Linked DNA regions of Mus musculus: all the other regions are linked to region 1. A link is a contact called in public promoter capture Hi-C data. All regions are on one chromosome and are shown on one strand. Each heading gives the region's core, a stretch centred on a gene start, on an enhancer-like site or on the middle of the called end of the contact. The rest is flanking DNA. Distances are from core to core; before and after follow the strand shown. Region 1 holds the start of Rasl11b (RAS-like, family 11, member B). Region 2 holds the start of Kdr (kinase insert domain protein receptor). Region 3 holds the start of Slain2 (SLAIN motif family, member 2).

Region 1 (3,817 bases), core at 521-3,020:
TTTATCAGGTCTGTGTGTGCAAAAAGCAGCCGAACAAATGTTGTAGACTACGTAATTATTTCCCATGTAAACACTAGAGAATTGCAGGCTAGAGGGCCGGGGGCTGAAAGGTGCACGGTACCTTAATTATAGCCTTGCTAAGTTTGATTTTATAGACCGGCAAAACTCAAGTTTGATTTAAACCACACAGAAAGACATGATGCAAATTGGCCATGCCCTTTGTCCCAGACTCAGACGTCTGATCTTGCTTCAGTCCAGTGTTTTCCCTAGAAGGCAGACTTTTACTACCGTGACTGCTCAGCCTGTTTGCCACCCCACCCCCTCCATTCTGTTGTTCATCCTGGAAGACTTAACCAGGCAAGTCTACATAATCTTCCTAGTTCCCCTCCGATTTCTTCACCCCTTCAAACTGTTACTAGATACAGGGTTTGTCCCGGTCTGACCAGAGTAGGAGGGTAAATTCTTATTACCTGGTGAATGAAGCCCAGAATGGACTGTGATTAAACAAGAAACGGTGTGTTGAGCCTGGAATCAGCTTCTTTTGCTTTTCTACCTTCAATAAAGGTGTACAAAATGCCACAGGCTTTGCTCTTAGGCACCAAGATAAAAGGCCCTGAGGGTTGTAAGGGCATGCTGGTGGCGATAGATAAAGTAGGTTGCTGAAGTTGGGATCTGGCCAGCAGTTGTCTGTGATTTTCTCTGATGAGGACACGGGGGTACTTGGTATTTTTATGAGTGCTAGACTCCTCATCTTCCTTGGCGACAAGCCACTTTTAACTAACCTTTATGACTAGGCTAACCGTGGGGCCCCTCTGCCTCCCGGTGAGTCCAATCCACAGCTGCACTGACTTCTTGTCTTACCTTTCACAGATCTGGGAGGAGGCGTGACTGGGCTAGCCATGCAAGCTTGTTCTAGTGACTTTTAGCCTGGCTTTGCCTCTCGGGGTGCGGTACTTGCTTTCCACGTTGTGTGCCTTCTCGTGGGCTTGCACTGTTGGCAAGAACTAGAACAAAATAGGTATTTTGCCCCAAAGACAAACGCCACATTTTGGGTCACGGAGGGGTGCCTTTGTTTAGGAATACAAGGATGGGGAAAATGTATAATCCAGGATAATACTTTGAATGTAGCCAAGTCAGTGCAAAGATGTCGAGCGCACGAGCAGAACATAGGGCAGGGCCAAACAGGGCAGTGACCTATGGGGCTCCCAGCAGGTTCCTTGGGGTCAGAGGTGGAGAAGCCAGTGGTCAGAGAGGTTAGGGGACCTGGGACCCAATTCAGAGAATGCCTAGGGACTGACCTACGGAGGCCCAGCGGCGAGGTTGGCAGACAAGGGTGGGTGCTTCTAAACCCACCGCGGATCTGAGATCCCGCGGACACGCCAGGTCTCCTATGAAGGCAAGGACAGATTCCCCCCACGTGGACCTGAGACCCAGCAGACACGGCCAGATCCCCCCACGCGGATCTGAGACCCCGTGACCCCGCAGGCACCGGTGCGGCCGCGTGCTAGCGCAGCGGGAGCCGGCTGGGTCCCGCACGTTGCCACCCTCGCGCCGGCCGCCCTGTTTTCCTCGGATCTCACGGGGCCCCGCACTCGCTCTCGGCTCCTGTGGGGGCGCAGCCTGGTAGTGCAGGCCGTGGGCGGGGCCTCGAGCGGGGCGCTCGGGGATTGGCTGCTGGAATGGAGGCGGGGCCTGGGCCAGAGAAAACCCGCGCCCCGGCGGCTGCCATCCCAGCCGCGATCCGGAACCCCCGAGCCTCTCTTCTCGTCGCGCTCTCCCGTTCTTTCCAGTTTCTGCCCGCGCGCCCTCCGACGGGGTACCCTCCTCTCCTTGCAGCGCGAGCCGTCTCCTGTCCTGACTTTCCTCCCCGCTCCGTGCAGCCGGGCCGTAGCGGCGATGCGCCTCATCCAGAACATGTGTACCATCGCAGAGTACCCCGCCCCAGGCAGCACCGCTGCCGACTGCTGCCTGGGGGCTGCGGGCCGCCGGCTCGTTAAGATCGCCGTGGTAGGGGCCAGCGGCGTGGGCAAGACCGGTGAGTCCATGCGAGGAACCCGCTTGGTGGAGGGGCGGGACGTGGGAGACCCCCGCTCGGACTGGAACTGAGAGACGGTGGGCGTTGCAGTGGGATCCTCTGCCTCTTCATGTCTCTGCTTTAACGAAGAGGGTCACTGGGGCCCAGAGCGTCCCGCCGACTTTCGGGCCAGAGTAGAACTTTGGGGCTTTGGGCTTTTGGCAGGATCTGGGGCGGAATGGGGGAGCTAGTGATTGTAACCCCTCCAGGAGTTCCGTAAGGTTAGGAAGAAGTTTGCCTGCTGGAAGGCTTAGGTGTGGCCCAGCTGGGCTCCGCGGAGGGGCTGGGCCTCAAGACCCTTCCTGCTGGCAGAGCTGTAATTCACTCCTACCTCCTTGTGTCTGGTAGAGGGTCAAGGAGCCCTCGGTGGCCGGCTGTGACTTTCTTTGGAAGAGTTGTTTTCCAGGTGGGGGTGGGGTGGAGAACCGTCTAACTTAGTGGGTTAACAGTCTGTTTTCTTTTCTGAATTGCAGCTTTGGTGGTCCGATTCCTCACTAAACGATTCATCGGGGACTACGAACGAAATGCAGGTGAGGAAACGTACGGAGACCAACCCTGTTGGGATGGCCGCCCTCATTTCTCAGTACCTTTAAGGACACTTCCTTCAGAGTGACAGTGTTTAGCATCAAGATTCTGCTACTTCCAATTCTGCACGCCCCCTCCCCCTCCCCCTTCCCCCTCCCCCCAGCTGCCATCTGGCCTCATTCCATTCTTGGCGCATTCATCATTTTATCAAGTGCCCGAAAGTATTCCCTGTGGTATGTTTTAACTATAGGGACCCCAGTTGGAAGCACCGTTTGTACTCCAAGGCCTTGTCCTTTAAAACATGCCTGCAAAAGTCATAAAAAAAAAAAATACCCAACCAAACAAAAAACCCAGCTGCAAGCTCCTCCCCCACCCTCTCCCTCTGCTGGCTGCCTTTCAGGGGCGACCTTTGAAAGCAAAGGCCAAAGAAGAGTTGTAAGCCTAAAGTTCTTTCCTTAACAAAGACAAATAAGTAGCTGCTATGATTCTAGCAGGGGGAGAGCAAATTGCTTAACTAAGTAGACTGTATGGTTAAATTAGTAGACTTGTATTAAGTACCAGTTGGGGATTTAGTTGAAATGAGCCATATAAGCTGTCCCAAGATAAGACCTGGTGGCCTTCTGCTTTGATATAGAGCTGATCAGAATCATGGCACATATTCATGCTAAGAGGGATGCTAACTGTGCATTTACTAACCGTGTTTGCTTATGAAGCTATTGTGGGCAAAATATAACTGTTCAGAGAATGATAATATAAAATAAAAACAGAAACCCTGCGTATACTGAGCCAGAAACTTTCCTCCGTGGAACTACTCTAAATATGGAAACTCAGTTAAAATTAGACCAGCAAGTTTCTAAAAACCCACAAACTTTGACCTACTTTTGATAAAATTTGATAATCTACTAGCAGGGGCTTAAGACTGCACGTGGCCTTTAAACAAGATCTGAATTAAGTGCATTAACTAGAAGTAAATCACATCTTTCTCTTGTGTGTATCGGTGCAAGTCGTGGTACATTAAAAACAAACAAACAAACAAACAAAAACCCAAACCATAATGTTTCCCGAGGCTGCACATGAAAGAGGAACACACTCTCCTTTCTCTGTCTTCATAGGTAATCTCTACACAAGACAAGTTCACATAGAAGGAGAAACGCTGGCTATTCAGGTCCAGGACACTCCGGGCATCCAGGTGAGACACTGATGCTGACAGGGCCAGAG
Region 2 (3,817 bases), core at 860-3,359, 1.8 Mb after region 1:
AGTGCCAGGAAGCGAGCGCAGAGCCTCAGCGCTCTACCGCTGATCTACACGCCAGAGCCACTAAGAGCTTCTCAACTGTCTCTGTAATAACATACAGCCATAGATTCTCTTAGAGTGCAGGCACGTTGGCTATGCTCATCTTTAAAGGATGCCCCATACCAATACATGTCTGCAATCAAATCCAGTCAATGAGGTTATCAATAACTGGAGATTTACATCAGTGACTAATGCTCATCCATCGCCTTTATTAAACCTCATTCATTTTCATCGGCAAGTTTGGGTTCTGTTCTTTAGACAGCTCATTCTGACTGCAAGAGGTACATATGCTACTATACAATAAAAGCCCTTTTATGTTCAAATCCGATAACCAACATTAATTAATTTGTGCACTGTTATCCTTCCCGCTCAAAGACCAGAAGGAAAAACAACAGCGGCTCTGTCTCGAGACTTGGATGGCACCAATTATAGCCCAATCCAATTAAGCAAGTCACACACTCCAAAAGGGCAACCTCCATCTTATTCAGAGAACGGGACGCTGTTAAGCTGCTACACTAGGAATTCTCTGGGCTTTAAAGCAACTTGCTTCTCTATGGAACCCAGGGCAAGCACATGTTCCAGGCTGTCTTTCTCTTCCCAGAAAGGGGGAGAGTGCGGCCTTCTCAGGAACAAGAGGGCACTCGTGGTGGAGCTAGCCTGATGAACCAAGTCATTATGAGGAAAACTCAATAGCTCTAGACAGGCGATCTTGGCGCCGTATGTCAGTGCCAATGCTTTTAAGCCATGCGATTCTCTTAGGGCGCAAGGAATGTTTCTGCAGAATTGACTTCTTTTTTCCTGATTCTCCATTCTCCAATGGGTGGAGATTGGAAATCTGCAAACTGTGGCTTCAAAAAGGAAATGACAGAGAAATAGAGGAGGAAGAGGAGGAGGAAAAGGAAGAGGGAAAGGGAAGGGAAGGGAAGGGAAGGGAAGGGAAGGGAAGGGAAGGGAAGGGAAGGGAAGGGAAGGGAAATTATTGCACAAAAGCCCAAGAGCGAGTGTGGGCCTAACCTTGAAGCAGAGGGCATTTTAAAACAAGAAAAGTGACCTATAACTAGGTGCCAAGCTCAAGAGTTTCTGAGACTTTCAGAGTTTACCCCAGGACCAGCGCTTTGGAGTCGGTAAGTGGAGAGTTATTTAGTTTAATACACCTGGAGAAGCTGTCACAGAAGAGAAAGCCGCGTCTTCCTCCTACCAGCAAAAATAGCATTCTGCATCAAAGAAAGTTGAGGGAGGAAAGTGTTGCTCTATGAAGAGACCTCACCTCACATAGTCCGTGCGCTTACACGCTGGAGCTAAAGGGGAGCGGAGCCAGAGGCGGATTCCCTGCCCCACACTAGGGCGGTGGGCAACAGCACGGAGTGATTGATGCCAGCCGGGCCGCTTGGCTTGAGCTGGCTTCCCAGCGTTTGACCGCCTGTTCCTGCCAGTGGGAGCATCTCCTGCCCCGGCTCAGGCCGCCTTTCCACTCCTGCCTACCTAGCGCCAGGGGCTGTGACGGCTCCGCAGGACACGCTCCAACCGATGCCCGGGGGAGAGTAGAATCCTGGCTGAGTCATTTCGGAAGAGTCTTTGAACCTCAGTTTCCCCATTGGTAAGTGAAAGAACACCCAAGGGAGGAGGGTCTCTAGAGCTCTACGAGTTAGGTCCTCTTCTATTCCCACTCTCCGCCCGCACCCTACTTCTCCGCCTTACTACTAAAGAGTGGGCTTCTTACCCACAGAGGCGGCTCGGGTCTCCACGCAGAACCACAGAGCGACAGCTAGCAGCGCCTTGCTCTCCATCCTGCACCTCGCGCTGGGCACAGAGCCCAGTTCTCAGGCACAGACTCCTTCTCCGTCCCTGGCCCGCAAAGAAGTCACAGAGGCGGTATGCGCCCCCGCAGCGCAAGACCGGGGAGAGCGCGGGGCACCGGCGCCCTGGCTCCAGCCGCGGCTGCAGCGGTGTCCGCGGAATCGGGTCAGCCAGGTTATCCCGGCTGCGGGACACAGTCTGGGCTTTCAGTCCTGCCGGGTAGCGGTCCGCGCGATCTAAGGAAACACAGCTTACTCTCTTGGGGTCCTGAGGACTCAGGGCAGAAAGAGAGCGCCGGCTACACACTAGCGAATGGGGGCGGGGTCATTACCGGGAGGGGTGGGGACTCCCTGCGTCCGGCCACGCCCCCCACTGGATACCAGGTTTGGGTTTCCCGGTTTCCCACGCCCACTCCCCCACTACCCCGGAACTGTGCCGGGCGGCAAGTCGCATCTGAGAGCAAATCTGGACGCAGCTCGGTTTCTGGTGGAAGTAAAATGTAGCCAGTAATGGGCTCTGAGACACTTGCTGCCCCCAGCAACCTGGGAAGCATCACCAGAAACACGAGGCCCACTGCGCCCTCATTAGGAGCCTGCAAGTGCAGAACTCTCTTCGCCGCTGCACTGAAAGTCCCAAGGGACCAAAAATCCGCCCGCAGTTGGGAGCATGAAGACAAGAACCCCTGAACCTAGATGTACTCGGGGCACAAACTTGCAGTGAGTTGGTCAGTACTTGGAAGTTTTGTTTTATGGTGCTTTGGCCACCGCATCCCCCGCCCCGTCTGAATGTTTTAATTAGAAGATAGGCGCTTATCCAGGTTGCCAACGCCTCTACTGTTTTCTCGTCCATCTGGCAACTTTAAATCGTCCGAAGTTACCTGATTAGCCCTAGAAGACATTTCGGTTGTGAACTCCTGCCTGGCTCGGTCCAGAAAACCCATAGCAAGGAGATGCAGGGAGCTGGCGGTGGTCAGGGCTCCAGGGCAAATGCACAGAGAAGAGCCCCCGGTCCTTCTCCAGTGGCTGCTAGAGTGCTTTTGTCTACCCAGTTCCATGACCACGGTCCCCTACAGTAACTTTGGCCAGGCCCCTTTTCAGAGCTGACCTTTCAGCCAAGATATGCTTGGGGGGAAGAGAAGGGAGAGTTTCTTGCCAGAGGCGCCAGTGTAGGAACAAAGAGGAAACCGGTCCCATGTGAACAGTCCCCCCCCCCCCCCCAGCTATGTAGACTTCAAGTAGCGACTAGAGAGGAACAGCAGCCTTCACCCCTCGTTTTCTTTCCATTCCTTTCCTTCCACGCCTGGGAAATGACAACAAATATCTTGTGACATGTTTTACTCCTGGCAAAAACCAAATGCATTTAGAATGATAGTTTAAAGGACAGTCTTTCAGCCAGACAAAGAGATAAGATTATTGTCTCTACATCGGATCTAAACTACACTGATATGCATGATTAATGATGTAACATGGTGCTTTTCTTTAAAAAAAATAAGGGGGGAAACAGGCATGCTCCTTTATCACGTGCCTAAGCCTCAAGTATGGTGCCAGAAGCAGGTGGCAAACCAGGAGGGTTTGTAAAATCCAGGTTCACTATAAAAACATGTCAACACATAGCGAATCTATATAATAAAATTATACTTGAAGATCTTGGGCATGTTTGGTGTGGGCATCCTCATTTAGCAGAGGCATGCCTGGTCTGCTCACATTTAGCTTTGTTGTATATTCAGCTCCTCACGAATGAAAACTCCGTATGAAGGCTGCTTGGTGTACCTATCGACAGCGTTCTGAAGGTTCTGGCTTGTTCTTTTTATCGGTGTTCCCCTGGGTGTGTGGCCTCTTAGCTAAGAGGTGTATTTACTTGTGAACAGGGTAGAATGTTTAAGGAAACTTCTCTTGCAGAGAGTAAAACAAACTCAAACAAACCTCAGCAAAAGAGCCAAGGAGGGCTGTCAGATCTGGGTAGAGGGAGGGACGATGGATCCTGG
Region 3 (3,817 bases), core at 427-2,926, 1.3 Mb before region 1:
TACTTGACAGCAAACTGTAGCACCCTCAAAGAATTTAATTTTGGTGTCTGTCTGGGGGTTGGGCTATCAAAACATATCTTCCGTTTAATTTCAGCACAACAGGCACTGACTGTGCACTTTGTCAGCCTCATAAGCAAGGAAAATGGAATGATTCCTTTTAATCAGCTGTACAGATCAAGCCAAAGACTTGCTAGGAAAAAATGTAATTAAAAATTACAAATATCTGTAGCCAACTATTGAGGTGATGTCAGCACAAAGACAGTAACTCCTTCAGGGGTTTTTCCAAAGAGGCATCAAACATGGTAGGTAGGGTAGTCGAAGCAGGGAAAATACAGCATGGAAAGGCAGGAGGGTTAAGTCTTATGTGAGTCCACACCCGGGTGTAATAAGACTGGTTCGGGTGTAATAAGACTGGTTCGAGGGTGGAGGAGGCAATTGGAGTCAACTGCAAACATCAGCCAAAAATTTGAGAGACCAGGCACGGTTGGCTGCTTACCGTATAAGTAAACCAAGCAGCTCACAACTGACAACTGTGGAAGAGTGAGCCAACATGACAGAAAAAAAGCGTTTAAGTTTTGTTTGCAGTCGCTTCCACCAGTACGCATTATAAACAGATGCCACCGAGGGCAGAATTTTACATTTACCACCCCTCAACATTCTCTATTGCCTGTCAACGGGTTGCTTGAATACTTTTCATGTACAAGTTAAAAAAAAAAATTCAAGGAGCATATGCCTTTAATCCCAGCTTTTGAAAAAAAGGCAGAGGATGAGTTTTTCGAGGTCAGCCTGGTCTACAGAGCGTGTCTCAGGACAGCCAGGAATACACAGAGAAACCTTGCCTCAAAAAACCCAAAAAGTCAAGACATACTATTAAAAAGTCTTTTGGGGGCGAAGGGAGAACCCAAGGAATACAATGCACATTAATTACTACCGTTGAAAGATTAGTACAGAAGTGTTTTCCATCATCCTCTTGTCTCTGGACCTGTAAACCTTAAGCCAACGAAACAAAACAACCCCTGCCCACGTGTTTTAAACGGATGAAATAATGCCTTTAAAAGTGCTTAGCGCAGTGTCTGGCTTATAGGAACCACTCAACAAATTACGGTTATCATTTTGACTTCCGAGCTCTGAACCATTCGGGATTCGGGTTCTCATTTTCAGGGGATGGAACGGACGAGCCACAGATGGTCTCTGGGGCTGCTGCCAGCTCCGACAGTCTCCGGTTTCAAGCAGGAACCAACTCAGTATTGCCAAACAAACCAAGGGAACGGTCCATGCGACCAGGCGGGGCCGTCCGACCGCGAGTCTCCGCACAGACGCCTAGGGCGGGGCTGAACCCGAGCCCGAGCCCGAGTCGGAGCCGGAGCCAGAGTCCGGTTCTGGGTCTCACACCCGCCCGCGATGAGCTTTGGGGAGGGTAGGCGGCCAGGGCAAAACTCCAGCGATAGCTTAGCCCAGCCCGGCCGGGCCCTGCCCACCTTTGCCGGCGCCCACCACACCCCTTCCGGCCGGGGCCCCGCCCCAAACAATGACCACGCCCCTCCGGGCCCTGTCCCGTTTCAGGCCCCGCCTCCAGCCCCGCCCCACCGCGAGCCGGGCGCTTAGTTCTTTCAGCCCGCGGGCGGCCACGTCCTCCCCCGACGCTCTGAGGTCACCGACCGGGCTGGCCGGCAGGGGGCGGAGGGACGGAGGGAAGATGGCTGCCGAGGCCGGATATTGGCGCCGCCTCCCCCAGTCGCGGAGCCGGCGCAGATGAGGCGGTTCGGCTGGGGCCAGCGGCGCTTCGCAACCCGAGCCGGGGAGACCCTGGCGGTGGGGCCTGGCCCTGCTCTATGCCGGCGCCTCGGCTAGCGTGAGCGGTGGCGGTAACGCCTCTCTTTCCCCCCGACCCCGCGCTTCCCCTGCGGCTTGGGGAGTCGGAGCGGGCGGCGCGGCCGGCATGGAGGACGTTAACTCCAATGTGAACGCGGACCAGGAGGTGCGGAAGCTGCAGGAGCTGGTGAAGAAGCTGGAGAAGCAGAACGAGCAGCTGAGGAGCCGCTCGGGAGCCGTGCAGGGTGCAGGCCTCCTCGGGCCCGGCAGCCCAGCTCGGGTCGGCGTGTCCACCCCTTCGTCGGGCGCGGCGTCCCCTCGGGGCTTCCCGCTGGGCCTGGGCGCCAAGGCCAGCGGCGGGGCGGGCTCCGGCCCGCGACGGACCAGCAGCGAGGACCTGCGGGACGCCACCTCCTTGCTGGCGGCCGGCGAGGGAGGCTTGCTGGACGAGGTAGAGCCGCTGCGGCCCGACGAGCTGGAGCGCTTGTCAGGCTGGGAGGAGGAAGAGGAGAGCTGGTGAGCGCGGGGCGCTGGGCCCGGTGGGCCTGCGGGGCGGAGGGGTGTCCCTGGGGGAAAGCAGGGTGGGCTCGGCTTGTGGTGGGGACGCTGGCTTTTGCCTGTTTCTGCTGCGGGCGGGCAGGTCCGCTGGAGTTGGGGGGTTTCGAGGCGTGCCTTGGAAACGGGTTTGTAGCTAGTTCTCTGGGTCGTGGAACCTCTGGGTGCAGGACCCAACTGGACCCAGATGGGATCTGTGGCTTGGCACAGTCCCCCGTGGGCCCGCACGCTCAGAGCACTCAGAGGGTACCAAGCTGCTTCGTAGGAAGGGATCCTGCTTTGTGTGAAAGACGGGCTTTCGGATGGTGGTCTGAGCGGTTTGGATTGTAGGGAGGGGTCTGCTTCAAGAGGTAACAACCAGGTGCGGGGACATAGAGAGTAGCTACTAGCAGGCAGTGCTTTGGACCGGAGTGAGATGGGGATGTTTGTGGGGAGGCCGGGTGGACGTCACTCCCCTTTGGGTAGTGGGGGGAGTAAAGCTTTGCTTTGTGTGAGGAGGGCAGTGGAGAGGGATGGGGCTGCTTTGTGTGAAGTCGGTGGTGGATCGGGGAACCCTGAATTTTATATTGGAAAACAAGAATTGCATACGACATAATTTCGGAGCCGTGAAGCAATAGTTAGTTATCCAAGCTGACTATCATTTCCGTGCCTGCCATCCTGGAGGCAGAGAAAGGGTCCTAGTTAAAAATCTAGACCAAAGCCGGAGTTATCACGAGGCACCTCTTGACGAGCTGAGGTGACCCCACACCTTAAAGTCACACTTTTCGGTAGGCCATGAGAAGCTTTCCCTCGAGTTTTATTTTTGATTAAAAAAACACCTGCTGGAAATATCCTCATAATTCATCCGTTCTTGAAGTCCTAACTTTTAGCTAGAACGTTTATGCTGTTGACATTAAAACTTCTCTGAAGTCGAAACCTCTCGTGGACTGGTATCCAGGCCTCTAACTTTGAAGAATTCTAAGCACTGCCTGGATGCAGGCCCTAGATTTGCCACTTTAAAGGTTTCTGACCTTGGAGAAGTTACTTTGAGCGTCACTTTTTTCCTCAGAGGAAAATTATCATTCTTGTGTAGAGTTCTGAAGGTTAAGTCAGATAATCCACATGTACTTTTAGCAGTGGGTGGCTTGGCATACAATAAATTCTCCAGGACTGGGCACTGGTAGCCTTAAGCCTGGCTATTTAAATCAACACTATTTTGTGAGTTCACATGTGATCCCTGCTGTGGGAGAGTCTAAAGATTCTTAAGTGCTGATGCCTGTGTGTGAGGCCCTGGCAGTCCTAGTGAGAGCTAAGTCTTGGGCAGTTAAACAAGATAGAATGTATACACCGTGAGGTGAGAGGAGAGCTACAGAACAGGAATGCTGATTGTGCAGACGCTAGCGCCTTGGTCCAGATCCTGGGGCAAACTCAGGAGAAGGTAGAAGTCGGAGAGTGGCATCTAGGAACAGTC

The links. Promoter capture Hi-C pulls out the DNA fragments that hold promoters and counts their contacts. Capture Hi-C pulls out chosen DNA fragments and counts their contacts.
Region 2: a contact with region 1 is called in a promoter capture Hi-C map of adipose tissue, with 4 times the contacts expected there. The contact joins the promoter of Kdr here to the promoter of Rasl11b in region 1. A contact is called at or near these places in 1 of 39 promoter capture datasets (hippocampal neurons) and 1 of 9 other capture datasets (adipose tissue).
Region 3: a contact with region 1 is called in a promoter capture Hi-C map of pre-B cells, with 2.1 times the contacts expected there. The contact joins the promoter of Slain2 here to the promoter of Rasl11b in region 1. A contact is called at or near these places in 3 of 39 promoter capture datasets (liver and pre-B cells) and 1 of 115 datasets of contacts at active chromatin or transcription factors (pancreatic cancer cells).

What each region holds. Positions count from the first base shown.
Region 1 is chr5:74,193,556-74,197,372 of GRCm38.p6, forward strand. Rasl11b (RAS-like, family 11, member B) reads left to right here and starts at 1,771. Exons shown (of 4, transcript NM_026878.1): 1 at 1,771-2,035; 2 at 2,548-2,604; 3 at 3,712-3,788. The coding sequence starts at 1,897.
Region 2 is chr5:75,976,346-75,980,162 of GRCm38.p6, forward strand. It overlaps Kdr (kinase insert domain protein receptor), which reads right to left and starts at 2,110. Exons shown (of 30, transcript NM_010612.3): 1 at 1,757-2,110. The coding sequence starts at 1,823. It overlaps Gm32727 (a long non-coding RNA gene), which reads left to right and starts at 987. Exons shown (of 3, transcript XR_868500.2): 1 at 987-1,633.
Region 3 is chr5:72,912,686-72,916,502 of GRCm38.p6, forward strand. Slain2 (SLAIN motif family, member 2) reads left to right here and starts at 1,677. Exons shown (of 8, transcript NM_001113423.2): 1 at 1,677-2,328. The coding sequence starts at 1,940.